Linked DNA regions of Sminthopsis crassicaudata: region 1 is linked to region 2. A link is a contact called in public Hi-C data. All regions are on one chromosome and are shown on one strand. Each heading gives the region's core, a stretch centred on a gene start, on an enhancer-like site or on the middle of the called end of the contact. The rest is flanking DNA. Distances are from core to core; before and after follow the strand shown.

Region 1 (5,617 bases), core at 2,873-5,372, 140 kb after region 2:
GTCCCTTTACATTTTCTCTTATCCTAATTAAAGATAACCAAGTTCTTTAAGCCAAATATATGGCAGTGATTCTAACATCTACCTAGAGATTCTAACATTTACCTTATTCTTATTCAAATCCTTGTCTCCTGCCATTGAAGCTAGATTTGACTCATCAATGTCAAGTGCCTTGAACCTTGGTGGAGCTGTCAATTATGCCCACAGTCATGCTGAAAAGTAATGTGGGACCTACTCCCCAAATTATTAGCTAGGAATATCTTCTGACCCAGTCATAATACAACTAGATATTTACTCCTCAGGAGGCCAAAGAAAAAGGAAAAGAACCCATATAATCAAAAACAAGTATGGTAACTAAACTAAAGGGGTGTCCATCAATGAAGGAATGGCTAAGTAAGGGATGGCATGTGAATGTAATGGAATATTTTGTGCTATAAGAGAAATCTGGAAAGACTCCTATGAACTGATGCAGAGTGAAGTAAACAAAATCAAAAGAGCATTCTATACAAAACCAGCAAGACTATAAAAACAAATAACCTATGCTTCTGTCCAGTCTGTCAGGGAACCCAGAACAAAAATGGAAACAATTGAAATAAGAACAACAGTTAATATAGATAACATAGTTCTTTAAGATTTAAAAAGTGCTTTACAATAAAAAAAGCTTTACAAGTATTACCTCATTTATCCTCATAATCACGTGGGGAAATAAGTGTGATTATTATCTACCTTTTGTAGATGAGGGCACTGAGATAGAAGTTGTGAATCACTACTTTTAATGATCTGAACTAATATTTGAATACAGTTCTTCCTGAGTTCCAGTCCAGCACTCTATCCATGGAACCACTTAGCTGCCACTCCTATAAATGCCACTGATAGCCTAAAGATATTAGACATTAAGCAGCAGTGGCAGGGATTGCCTAAGGGATGACTGAAGCTGGAGCCAATATTGGAGAGGCAAGCGTTCTGACAGCCTGAATTTCTAGACCTTGCCAAGGGGAGTTAGTAGCAGCATCTCTCAGGCTCAGAAAGAAGTGGTAGTTATAGAGAAGTCAGGAGCACAGAAGAAAGAAAATCAGATATATGAGAGAGACATAACTTGGGTACATTACTAGAACAGGAAGGATTCCATTCATAGCCTCCAAGAGAGAAGGAACAGGATAATTGGATTCCACCTCCTAGAGAAAGTAAGACTTAAAATGGACTCATGATCTATCAATTCGTCAACCTTAAAAACTTCTATGACCTACTAATTTTTTTTCATTTCTTTTCTGACTTTTTTCCTACCTAAGCTCCCACACGAATACTTCAGAACCTGACACCACTCATAATTCCACCAAAATCTATATTTTAAACTTTGTTTCTTTAATCATAAACTCTTGTTCTTCAATCTCTCTCTCCACTTCTAACTCTATTCTTTGTCCTCACTCCAACCTCATATTCCTCTACCCCACTCCATTCCTTCAATTCTTTTCATTGCTCAGATTTTACCTTCTTCCTGGAGTCATTACTCCCTTTCCTGACTGCCAGTCACATTTTATTACACACCTCCATCCTGGATCACATCCCAGCAATTCACCTATTCTTCTTGTACTTCAAAGCTGCTAAATGCTACTTGAGGAGATCATCTATAGACAAATGAAGTCACAACAAATGAATAAGGACTAATTGCAATTGTTCCTCACATTTTTATGATTATTTTTTTTTCTTTGCTGGACTGTGCTCATTCCCTGTAGCATCTGTTGAAAAATGTTATCTTCTTGATACCATAGGCAAACATCTTCCCTATAGCCATTTACCATCAGACATTTTGTCTTTTAATTTAGTGTTGAAATAGAGATCATCTACTAAGAGTTGGGTACAGTCATTCACGAAAAGGCATTGCTTAAGCTATGGAATATCTGCTATTTACATTGGTGAAGAATTTACCCAAGGGGTTAATGAAATCTCCCATTTTCTGAAGTACTAAGACAAATGAGGAATTGGGCAATTTGATCATCTCTTCTTCACAGGTTATCTCGGTCTCTATTGTATATACTCCCAGTGCACCAAATTTTGGGCCTTTGGTCAACCATGGGGTACGAGAGGTGAGGTATAATACTGTAAGTGATAAGACCTAGGCAGATGAAGGAAGTGCCATAGTCAATGTCATTGGACATAGGAGAGACATTGGATATCATGAAACCACTGGCAAATGGAAAATTGGCTGAAGATCTCGAGAATGAACACACTTCTATATGGAAGTGATTGGAAGTTCCGTGCTGAGATCTCCCAGTCAGGCCATACCTTCCTATTATCCAAGCAAAGAATCATTCAAAATGGGACCAGGAAAGGGCCTTGCTAACAACAGGGCACTGAGTGTAAAAACAGGAGTTTTAGAACCTCATAGATCCTAGGTCCACATTTACATATCAGAAGAGAAGACAAGTCCCAGGTTCCTGAGTTTTCATCTAACAATTGGCCCTATTTGATTGTGTAATGCAGGGAATAAGGAATGTTGAACATCATTTGGAAAATGTGTGGCATTATCTACCTTTGTCTGATGGATTACAAAAAGTACAGATACAGAAAGAGAGCAAACTGAAATATTCATTTATTAAAATTCTGGGATTCAGAATAACCTATGTAACATCTATGGATATTCCGAGTCTCTCAGAGTACAAAACCCTACAGTATATGTTTTGTGTTTGTATATTTATATCTCTATCTCTATATATTCACATTCAGAGAAAGAGAAAAAAGAGAGAGTTTTCTAATCTTTTTAACCTTCAAGAGGAACATGCTGCCCAAAGTATCTAAAAATATCCATCTTCCAGGGCAAATCATTTCCTTAATGTCAAAACCACTTGATTAGCATTCAGTGAAATAGAGCATGTTTAGAGGAGTGTTGATGTTTCTAGTAGTCTAGGAGATACGGAGATCATTTTGATTGGATAAATTTAATCATCATATCTAGATTTGATGAGAGGAAATAGAAAACTTGAAGGCTGTGTATTCTTTATAGCACTTTATAGCACTTTTGCTCATTAGGATGAAGCACCATATCTACAAAAATGGATGTGTGGGATTCCTACTTCTTGATTTTCTGCCAAATAAGCTCATGCAGTTGTAATAACACTTTATGGATAAACATATACTTTCTCACTTCTTACATAACTATCAGATATCCTACTTATATTGTCTAGAGTAAGGAAAAGAGAGCCAATACTAGATTAGGCAACTAGTGTTGTTGGTCTCTGATCCTAGAAATATATTAAATCAGGAAGGTTCCTTATTCACTCAGGTAATCTTCAAATGACATAAAGGATCAAAGAGCTTAGAAGAGGGATTATAAAAGCAGCAAAAGTGTTGTGGGATGAAAGATACCAATCTTTTCCACACAAGGAGGTTAGTTCCTTAGACTTGGCTTTAGTGATCAGTGAAAGTTAAGAAAAATAAAAGACAAAAAGCCTTAAAAAGGAAACATTAATGATCCTTGGATGTTTCTAAGGGGAGCCAGCACCTTGAAAGCTGGTATATAGTCAAGGAGGAATAAGGCCCAAGGCTGGATCTTTCATACTGTCCTAGTTTGGGGGCACCTTGTTCTGAAGCTGGAACCTCCCCTGTCCTACGACTTTCTTTCCTCAGCCTCAAGAAAAAACTAGAGAGCCCTCGCTGGGCAAAGTCCTGAGTCTTGAGTCTGGGATTTTTTTTAGCAGGACAAAGATAGGAGTCTCAAGGCTTTTTACTTACCCTTCACAGTGAGCTTGGTGCCACTGCCAGATTTAAATTCTTTGACAGCAGTAATCCCCTTTCTGAACTTCACACAGTAATAGGTGCCCGAGTCCTCTGGGGTGATGTGGCTAATGCTGATGGAGAAATTTGTGTTGCTCTTAGAAAAGTCTATTGCCTTTATTCGGTGATTGATAATTCCTTTGAAATTGAAAATTTCTTCTCTCTGGGGCTCTTTGCCCTTGAACCATTTCACTGGTCCTGGTAGTGGAAAACCAAATACCATACAGTGCAGAAGAATAGTGCCTCCCTCTATCCCAGAAACATGATCATCAGGCTGTAATACTTGGACCTCTTCCTGGCCTCCGGTTCCTGCAAGGAAAGATGAGATTTGACATTGTTTTTCTGTCCGGATCATCTTAAAATTTGAGCCTAAGTGTCTTTGTCTAGTCTGAGCATCCTGATACTTGAGGTAGAGAGGAGAAGGCAAACTGACATGGAGTCAAGGAGAAGGCATATAATTCTGGAACCAGGGATGACATGATGCAAACACATTTGATTTCAGTTTAAGCACCATCTCTGCTACAAACTCATTATCCAAGTCTCTGTTAATGTCAACTGACTTTGTATTTATTTTGGGCATATTTTCTATGACTATTATGGATCTATATTGTTTCTCTCTTGACCATGGAAACATAAGTGCCAGGAAGACAGAGCTTCTTGTCTTTCTTTGTCTTCAAGCTACATAGTCAATATGAAATAAAGATTTATTGATTGAAGAACTTCTTTGGAAAGAAAGCATTGGACTCAAAATCAGGTAAGACTTGATTTTGAATCCAGCCTCCAATAATTAATGTGTAAGATTGACAAGCCATTTAATCTCATTCTTCACAGTAAGATGAGGATAATAGTACTTCCTTTAGCCTCTTCAAAATTTTATTGTGAGGATCTAATGAAAAATACATGAAAATCACTTTTAAACTTTTAAAGTGTTATGTAAATGAGTAATTATATTATTTTTGTTGCTTTTTCATTATAATTATTTGAAAATCTAATCATTACTTTTGATGGCATTCAGATAGAGGTCAGTGATGTCCCTCATTCATTTACTTTTAGTATTTTGTGGATTACTGCACAGGTAATTAAAATTACTTCTTATAGTTGAACAAATTCAATTGGAAGCTCTTCCTCTGTAGGATCACTGACATTATCCTCATATAGAATATAATTCCAGGAGCAAACCAGATGACTGGGATGATATGTGCCTCATTCTATTCTCTTGTGATTTTTATCTCCTCTTCTAGGTCTTTGATTATTAGCACTATATTGGGATAGAAGATCTTTTCATTTTTGCACAGATCACAAGACATTTACCACAAAATTTTCTCATCTCTTTAGAATATGCTCATAAGGTTCTAAATTTATTGTTGATGGAGAATGTTGGGGCCTCCCTTCTTCACTACCAGCCTTGAATGAGCCATCTAGCTATTTTATTGCAAATACTCAGGAGCAGAGTAAGGGAGGCCAAGGAAGAATCAGTATACAAGAGAGACTCTCAATGGCCACTTGGTTTGTACTATTGTCACAAAATTTTGAGCTGGAAGAAAACTTGACAGTCATTTAGTCCAACCATTCCTAGAGAAGATCCAGAGAAGAGCAATAACTTACCCAAAGTCATACAGATAGTAAGGATCAAATATGAATTAACAGGAATACCATGCGGGCCATGAAAAGACTATGGTCAGATTGAGACACTCATCTGATCAAAAGTATTAAGTGATTCCCTTTTGCCTCTAGCATGAAACACACTCTTATCACCTCATTGCCCAGACTGGCATTTAAGACCTCCCACAATCTGTCTCCAATTTCTGCACGCTAATTTAACACTATTCAATTCATGCTCTCCATGTAA
Region 2 (6,309 bases), core at 130-2,629:
TGACTGGGCCAGATCAAACTTAAAACAGTGTTGTTCGAAATTCGAAGTGGGGAGGAAAATATTTCAATTCAGGGCAATTTAAGAACTGTCTTAATGGGTATTTAAACTGGGCCAGCTTTCCCCACTAACTACTCCTGGAGGAAATTTTGTGTCTCTTTATTGGGAATTGCCACCAAGAAAAGGGGGGGGGGGGGGAAGGCTGAAGAAACCTTGAACTAAAACCTTGAACTACGTGGAGCTCCTTAAGCCAGCCTAGGCTGAGGCTGTGGGGTAAACGCGGACAGCCCCTAAAAGCTACCCTGGAAATCAGTATGAATTCTTTGAAGGGCTGTGGTAAAAGGTGAGAAAGCGAAGGAGGGTGGGGAGGAGAGGGTGAGTGAATTAGCATGGCTGAGGGGAGGGTGGCCATCAGGGCTGAGGCGGTCTTGGACTCAGGCGGAAGATGTTACTAGATGTGCGCCCTGGGCAGGTCATAGACTGTCAGCCTCAGTTTTCTTATCTGCAAAATGGAGAGAATATTTGCACTACCTCCTTCAGAGGGTGGTTGGGGCTAAAGGACCGGCCAACGTAACAGCGCTGCGGTCATGGGGATTATCATCGCGAGTGTACAAGCAGCCCGGATCTCTCCAGGAGGAAGTCGGGGTCCCGAGGGCCTGTCACTCGGCTTTCCTGCCTGTCAGTGTTTGTGTTTGCGTCAGTGACGCTGCGGTGTGTCAGCATCTGCGTGGGCCGGAGGGCGGTGGGCGCCCGCCCGAGTGTCCATGTGTGTGTCCCTGCAATGTCAGTGCAGACGGGTGCCTCTGCCCCTCGTGCACGGCTCGTGTCGCACACACGCACGCACACATATGCACCCCGCGTCTCCGTGGCCTTGTCGGGGCGTGTACGTGTGTGTCTCTGGGCTGGGTCAGGCCTGCTCGTCCCTAGACGTAGACGAAGCCCAGAGAAGCACTCCCACAGGCAGGCGCGTCCCGCCGTCTCCCGGGGAGACGCTGTCCCGGAGCCGGCTCGGCCTGGGGCTCCCAGTAGAGGGTGAGGGTCGAGGATGGGGGCGGGGCCTGGGACCGGAGCCGAGGGTCCCCGCCCCCGCCCCATCACCTCCTCCCAGTCCGGCCCGGCCTCCCCTAGCCCCCGATGACTCTGCGCTTCGGTCGCTGCGGCCTCTCCTGCCCGCCCCGGCCCCACGTCCGCCCGCTCGCCCGCTCGCGCCAGCCCCGCTGCTACCTGCAGGTCCCATCCGGCTGACTCGAGGAAGAAGCGGGCCCGGTCCTCCTCGGCCCCGGTCACCGCCACGAACTCCCTCAGCGCCTCCTGCCGCTCCGCCATCTTGCCCTCGGTGCGCCGCCCAAACCGCTCCGGCCGGCACCGCGCTGCCCCCGCCCCCGCCGCGGCGTTCCGGCCGCAGCCCCGCCCCCTCCCGCCCTGGGCCGCGCGTGGTGTCCCACACAATGCCCTCCGTGTGGGAAACGCCCGCGGTCTCTCGGACCTCACTGCGCCCCCTGGTGGGTCTCTCGAAGTAACTTCAGTCTCGTGGTACTCTCCAGGCCACTGATGACCTAGCTAGGTTGGTTATTGCATCCCTCTCCATTTAGGGGAGCATCCCAGAATCACAGGCTGTCAGAACTGGAAGCGACTTTGGAGAGCTCGAGCGTAATACTCATTCCTGCCTCTGTGGGGCACCCCTCCCCCCCAACTCAGTTTCCCTACCTATAAAAGGAGCCAACTGGACTAGACTGTCAGCTCAGACACGGCGCGCGTTATTAACTTTCCTCCTCGTGAGAAATATCTCTATGCATGATTCGGGAAGTCCTCAAACGGGACCCTGGAGTGCTCCAGGATAGTGCTCCACTCGTGCTCACGAAAGTCCAGTCAGGGAAGGTGAGGGCAAGGTTAATGCTGACCCTTGCTCTTCAGTCTGGTTATTCGAGGTGAAAGCACCCCATTTCAAAATGAGAACCCCTTCCTCCCCCGCCCCCGAGGGACGTACAAGAATCACTGAGGAAAGCAGAGCCTTCCCGCCAGCGCGCTTAAAGAATCAAGAATTAAGCCTGCCAGCGTTCCAGAACGGGATATGTCCATTTATCCTCCTGTGGGGTTCCCGTCACCCTTCTAGAAACCTCTGAGACTCCATCCAAGTAGTTTTCCAAAATCAACCCAAATTCTTTCTCCTCGAGTTTTCTTTCCTACCGTCCTTCCCAGCAAAATCCCGATTCCCTTTGATCCTCGCTTTTAGCCCAAACACAGCCACTCCATCCACTATAACTTTTGCACACATGTAATGAGGTTTTTATAAGTTAACATGCATTTATTAAGCACCTTCTATCTGCCTGGGACTTTGCCAACCACATGGGAATACAAAGAAAGGCCAATTTTGCCCTTGTCTTTAGAACTCACAACCACAGAGACAATCAAAAACTATATTGCTAGATACATACAGGACATAATCCCCGGGGGGGGGGGGGGTGCAGAAGGTGGAATCTTAGCTGAGACCTGAAGGAAACCAGGAAGCAGAAGAGCTGGGACTTCGGAAATGGAAGATGCCAATGAATGAATGAAAATTTCAGCCGGTGAAAATGCCTCAACGCGGAGCCGGCTAATGCATCATTCATCTGCGGAGAGGAGTGAGGTCTCAGGAAAGGCAGGAACAGGACAAGAGGGGAAGGGCCTTAAAAGCTGAACAAGATTTTATCTCTGATCATAGTAACAACAGGGAGATACTTTTAGTGTCTCAAATAAGTTTTTTGAATAAGAGAGTGACATGGTTAGATCTGCAATTTAGGAAGATTGTTTTAATAGCTGAGTGGAAAGAGATTTGAGACAGGAGGTAAAAAAGGAGGCCATTTTAATAGCTTAGGCATGAGATGACAAGGATATGTATGTCAGAAGATAGCATGACTGTATGTGAGCGATGTTAGGAAGGTCAGCTAGCTGGAGCTTGACAACAGATTCAAGAAGGCATGTGTATTATGGTGATCTGCATTCCTGTTTGTTTTCCTCCTTTTGAACACTGATCAGATTTTTTGTTATTGCTATTATTTATTGTTCAGTCATTTCAGAATTCTTGTGACCTGCCCAGGGTCACACAGCTAGTATCTGAGGCCTTATTTGAAATTAGGTGGTCTGGACTTCAGGTCTGGCCCTCTCTCTACTCTGCCCCTATCTGCTTGATCTTCCTCTAATCAATGTCTAATCTAATTTTCTTCCAGTAATCAGCAAAGATCTCAGCATACCATACATGTTTGTTGAATGCTTGGAAGAGTAGGTAAAAGTTAAAGGAATCTTCCTTCAACTAAGAGGGAACAATTTCCTAATAGGTAAAGGACTTTTTAACCATTCAGATGAAAGAACTTTTTTTTTTTTTTCATGAAATGTCCTTTTTATTTTTATTTATTTATATTTTTTATTTTTTAAATTAATTTTTATAATTATAACATTTTTTTGACAGTACATGTGTATAGGTAAATTTTTTTTTTTTTTTTTTACAACATTATCCCTTGCACTCCCTTCTGTTCCGAATTTTCCCCCTCCTTCCCTCCACTTCCTCCCCTAGATGGCAGGCAGTCTTATACATGTTAGATATGTTATAGTATATCCTAGATACAATAGATGTATACAGAACCAAATTAATTTTTTTTTTTTTTTGCTGTTGCCCAGGAAGAATTAGATTCAGAAGGTAAAGATAACCTGGGAAGAAAAACAAAAATGCAAACAATTTGCACTCATTTCCCAGTGTTTCTTCTCTGGGTGTAGCTGATTCTGTCCATCATTGATCAATTGGAATTGGATTAGATCTTCTCTATGTTGAATATATCCATTTCCATCAGAATACATCCTCATGCAGTATTGCTGTTGAAGTGTATAATGATCTCCTGGTTCTGCTCATTTCACTCAGCGTCAGTTCATGTAAGTCTCTCCAAGCCTCTCTGCATTCCTCCTGTTGGTCATTTCTTACAGAACAATAATATTCCATAACATTCACATACCACAATTTATTCAGCCATTCTCCAATTTATGGGAATCCACTCAGTTTCCAGTTTCTAGTCACTATGAAAAGGGCTGCCATAAACATTTTGGCACATACAGGTCCCTTTCTCTTCTTTAGTATTTCCTTGGGATATAAGCCCAGTAGTAGCACTGCTGGGTCAGAGGGTTTGCACATTTTGATAACTTTTTGAGCATAGTTCCAGATTGCTCTCCAGAATGGTTGGATTCATTCACAACTCCACCAACAATGCATCAGTGTCCCAGTTTTCTCACAGCCCCTCCAACATTCATCATTATTTGTTCCACCAATTTGACAGGTGTGTAGTGGTATCTCAGAGTTGTCTTAATTTGCATTTCTCTGATCAATAGTGATTTGGAACACTTTTTCATATGAGACTCTGTTACTAACTAAGCTATCCTTTAGCACAAAGTCTGGCACATAGTAGGTACTTAACAAATGTTTATTGACTTACTGACTGATGACACAGCCTTTTCCAGGTAATAGTCTTTTTTTTTTCTTTGTCTATTTATTTATTTACTCTTATTATAGCTTGTTATTTACAAGATATATGTATGGGTAATTTTACAGCATCGACAATTGCCAAGCCTTTTGTTCCAATTTTTCCTCTCCTTCTCCCCATCCCCCTCCCCCAGATGTTGCCCAAATACATGTTACATATGTTAAAGTATAAATTAAATCGAATATGTCCAAGTAGTTATTTTGATGTACAAAAAGAATCGGACTTTGAAATAGTATACAATTAGCCTGTGAAGGAAATAAAAAATGTAGGTGGACAAAAATAGAGGGACTGGGGTTTCTATGAAGTGGTTCATAGTCATCTCCCAGAGTTCTTTCGCTGGGTGTAGCTGGTTCAGTTCATTACTGCTCTATTGGAATTGATTTGGTTCATCTCATTGTTGGAGAGGGCCTCGTCTATCAGAATTGATCATCATATAGTATTGTTGTTGAAGTATATAATGATCTGGTCCTGCTCATTTCACTCAGCAGCAGTTCATGTAAGTCTCTCCAGGCCTTTCTGAAATCATCCAGGTAATAGTTTTAATATTCTTTCCAGGTAAGTGGAATAAGTATTATTATCCTCTATAGTGAAGGAAACTGAGACTCAAGAAAATTTTATGACTTGTTCATGGTCACCTAAGAAGAGGGCAGATCATCTGCCTCCAAATGCTGTGCTTCACTATAACCTTACATCATTTTCTCTAATTATGTTTATGTGCCTTGTCACAGGGATATAATTCTGTCCTCACTTCACAAGTCCTAGAAATACTTTAGGAAGGAGAGGTGGGGGTGTCAGAAAAGGAGGAGGGGGAAAAGAGAAGGGAAAAAGTAAGAAGGAAGGAGCAGATTTGGGAGGAGGGAAGTGATGGGGAGGCTGGGGAGGTAAAGGAGAGGGAAGAGGAGGAAGAGATGGTTTGATTCTAAAAGGAGTTTAATACAGAAGTTGTATATCCAGTGTCACTTTTCAAGGGAGAGGGCAAGGGACCTCTGTCCTGTAGAGGGTGGGGCAGGAGGTCCTCAGGAGTCTGGGTGAATAGGTGAAAACATAGAGGCTTTATTTAAGGAGAATTTAGGGGAGAGAGACAGAGAGATGGAGAGAGAAAAAAAGAGAAAAAGAAACAGAGACAGAGATTGAGAGGGAGAGACAGACAAACAGAGACAGTTAGAGATGCCTCCCATCTTAGCTCCACCTTTCCCAAAGAGTGCCTCTCCCTCCTTCCTGTTGATTCTCCCAAGACACAAAAAGGTTTCAGGGACCAGTGCTGGGAGTCTTGCATCATCTTTGCTTTAATCAGTCAGCAAAGCTTTTCCTCTAGCTAAGTGCTATCTTCTCTACCCACTTTCAATGTCTAGAATCCCTTCTCATCCTGCCCATATGTAGAATTCCTACCTATCTTCAAAGTGTTGTACCACAGTTTCCTTTTATTGTACTGCCTCAGTTTCCCTAATTGTCCTGCTCAGTTTCCTTAAATTGTTCTGCCTCAGTTCCTTGAATTGTTGTACCTAAATCCCCCTGGTTGCAACCCCCCTTCCTGACCATTAGAACTGAGATAATTAGGGCCATAGAGATCTGACATTCCAAAAGATAAAACTCCAGATGTCCTAATTGGTATCCTCTATCTCTAAGTTCCAGACTTTCTGTCTCTAACTACTCCCAGTTTATCAGAATTTATGGTCTTACCTCCAACCTGTCAGAACCAGTTTTCCTTTTTGGAAATTCCCCCTCTCAGTGTTCTGACTCTGTCCCTGCCTTTGTCTACCCATATTTCTTAGAGCCACGTGTATAAAAACCATTGGAATCTCACATT

The links. Hi-C and Micro-C count contacts between places; a contact is called where the count stands out from the background.
Region 1: a contact with region 2 is called in a Hi-C map of hippocampus, with 2.3 times the contacts expected there. The contact joins the promoter of LOC141552899 here to the promoter of NSFL1C in region 2. A contact is called at or near these places in 2 of 2 Hi-C or Micro-C datasets (fibroblasts and hippocampus).

Annotation. Positions count from the first base shown.
Region 1 is chr2:454,037,343-454,042,959 of ASM4859323v1, forward strand. It overlaps LOC141552899 (signal-regulatory protein beta-1-like), which reads right to left and starts at 4,123. Exons shown (of 5, transcript XM_074284818.1): 1 at 3,723-4,123. The coding sequence starts at 4,123.
Region 2 is chr2:453,898,697-453,905,005 of ASM4859323v1, forward strand. It overlaps NSFL1C (NSFL1 cofactor), which reads right to left and starts at 1,380. Exons shown (of 9, transcript XM_074292881.1): 1 at 1,222-1,380. The coding sequence starts at 1,323.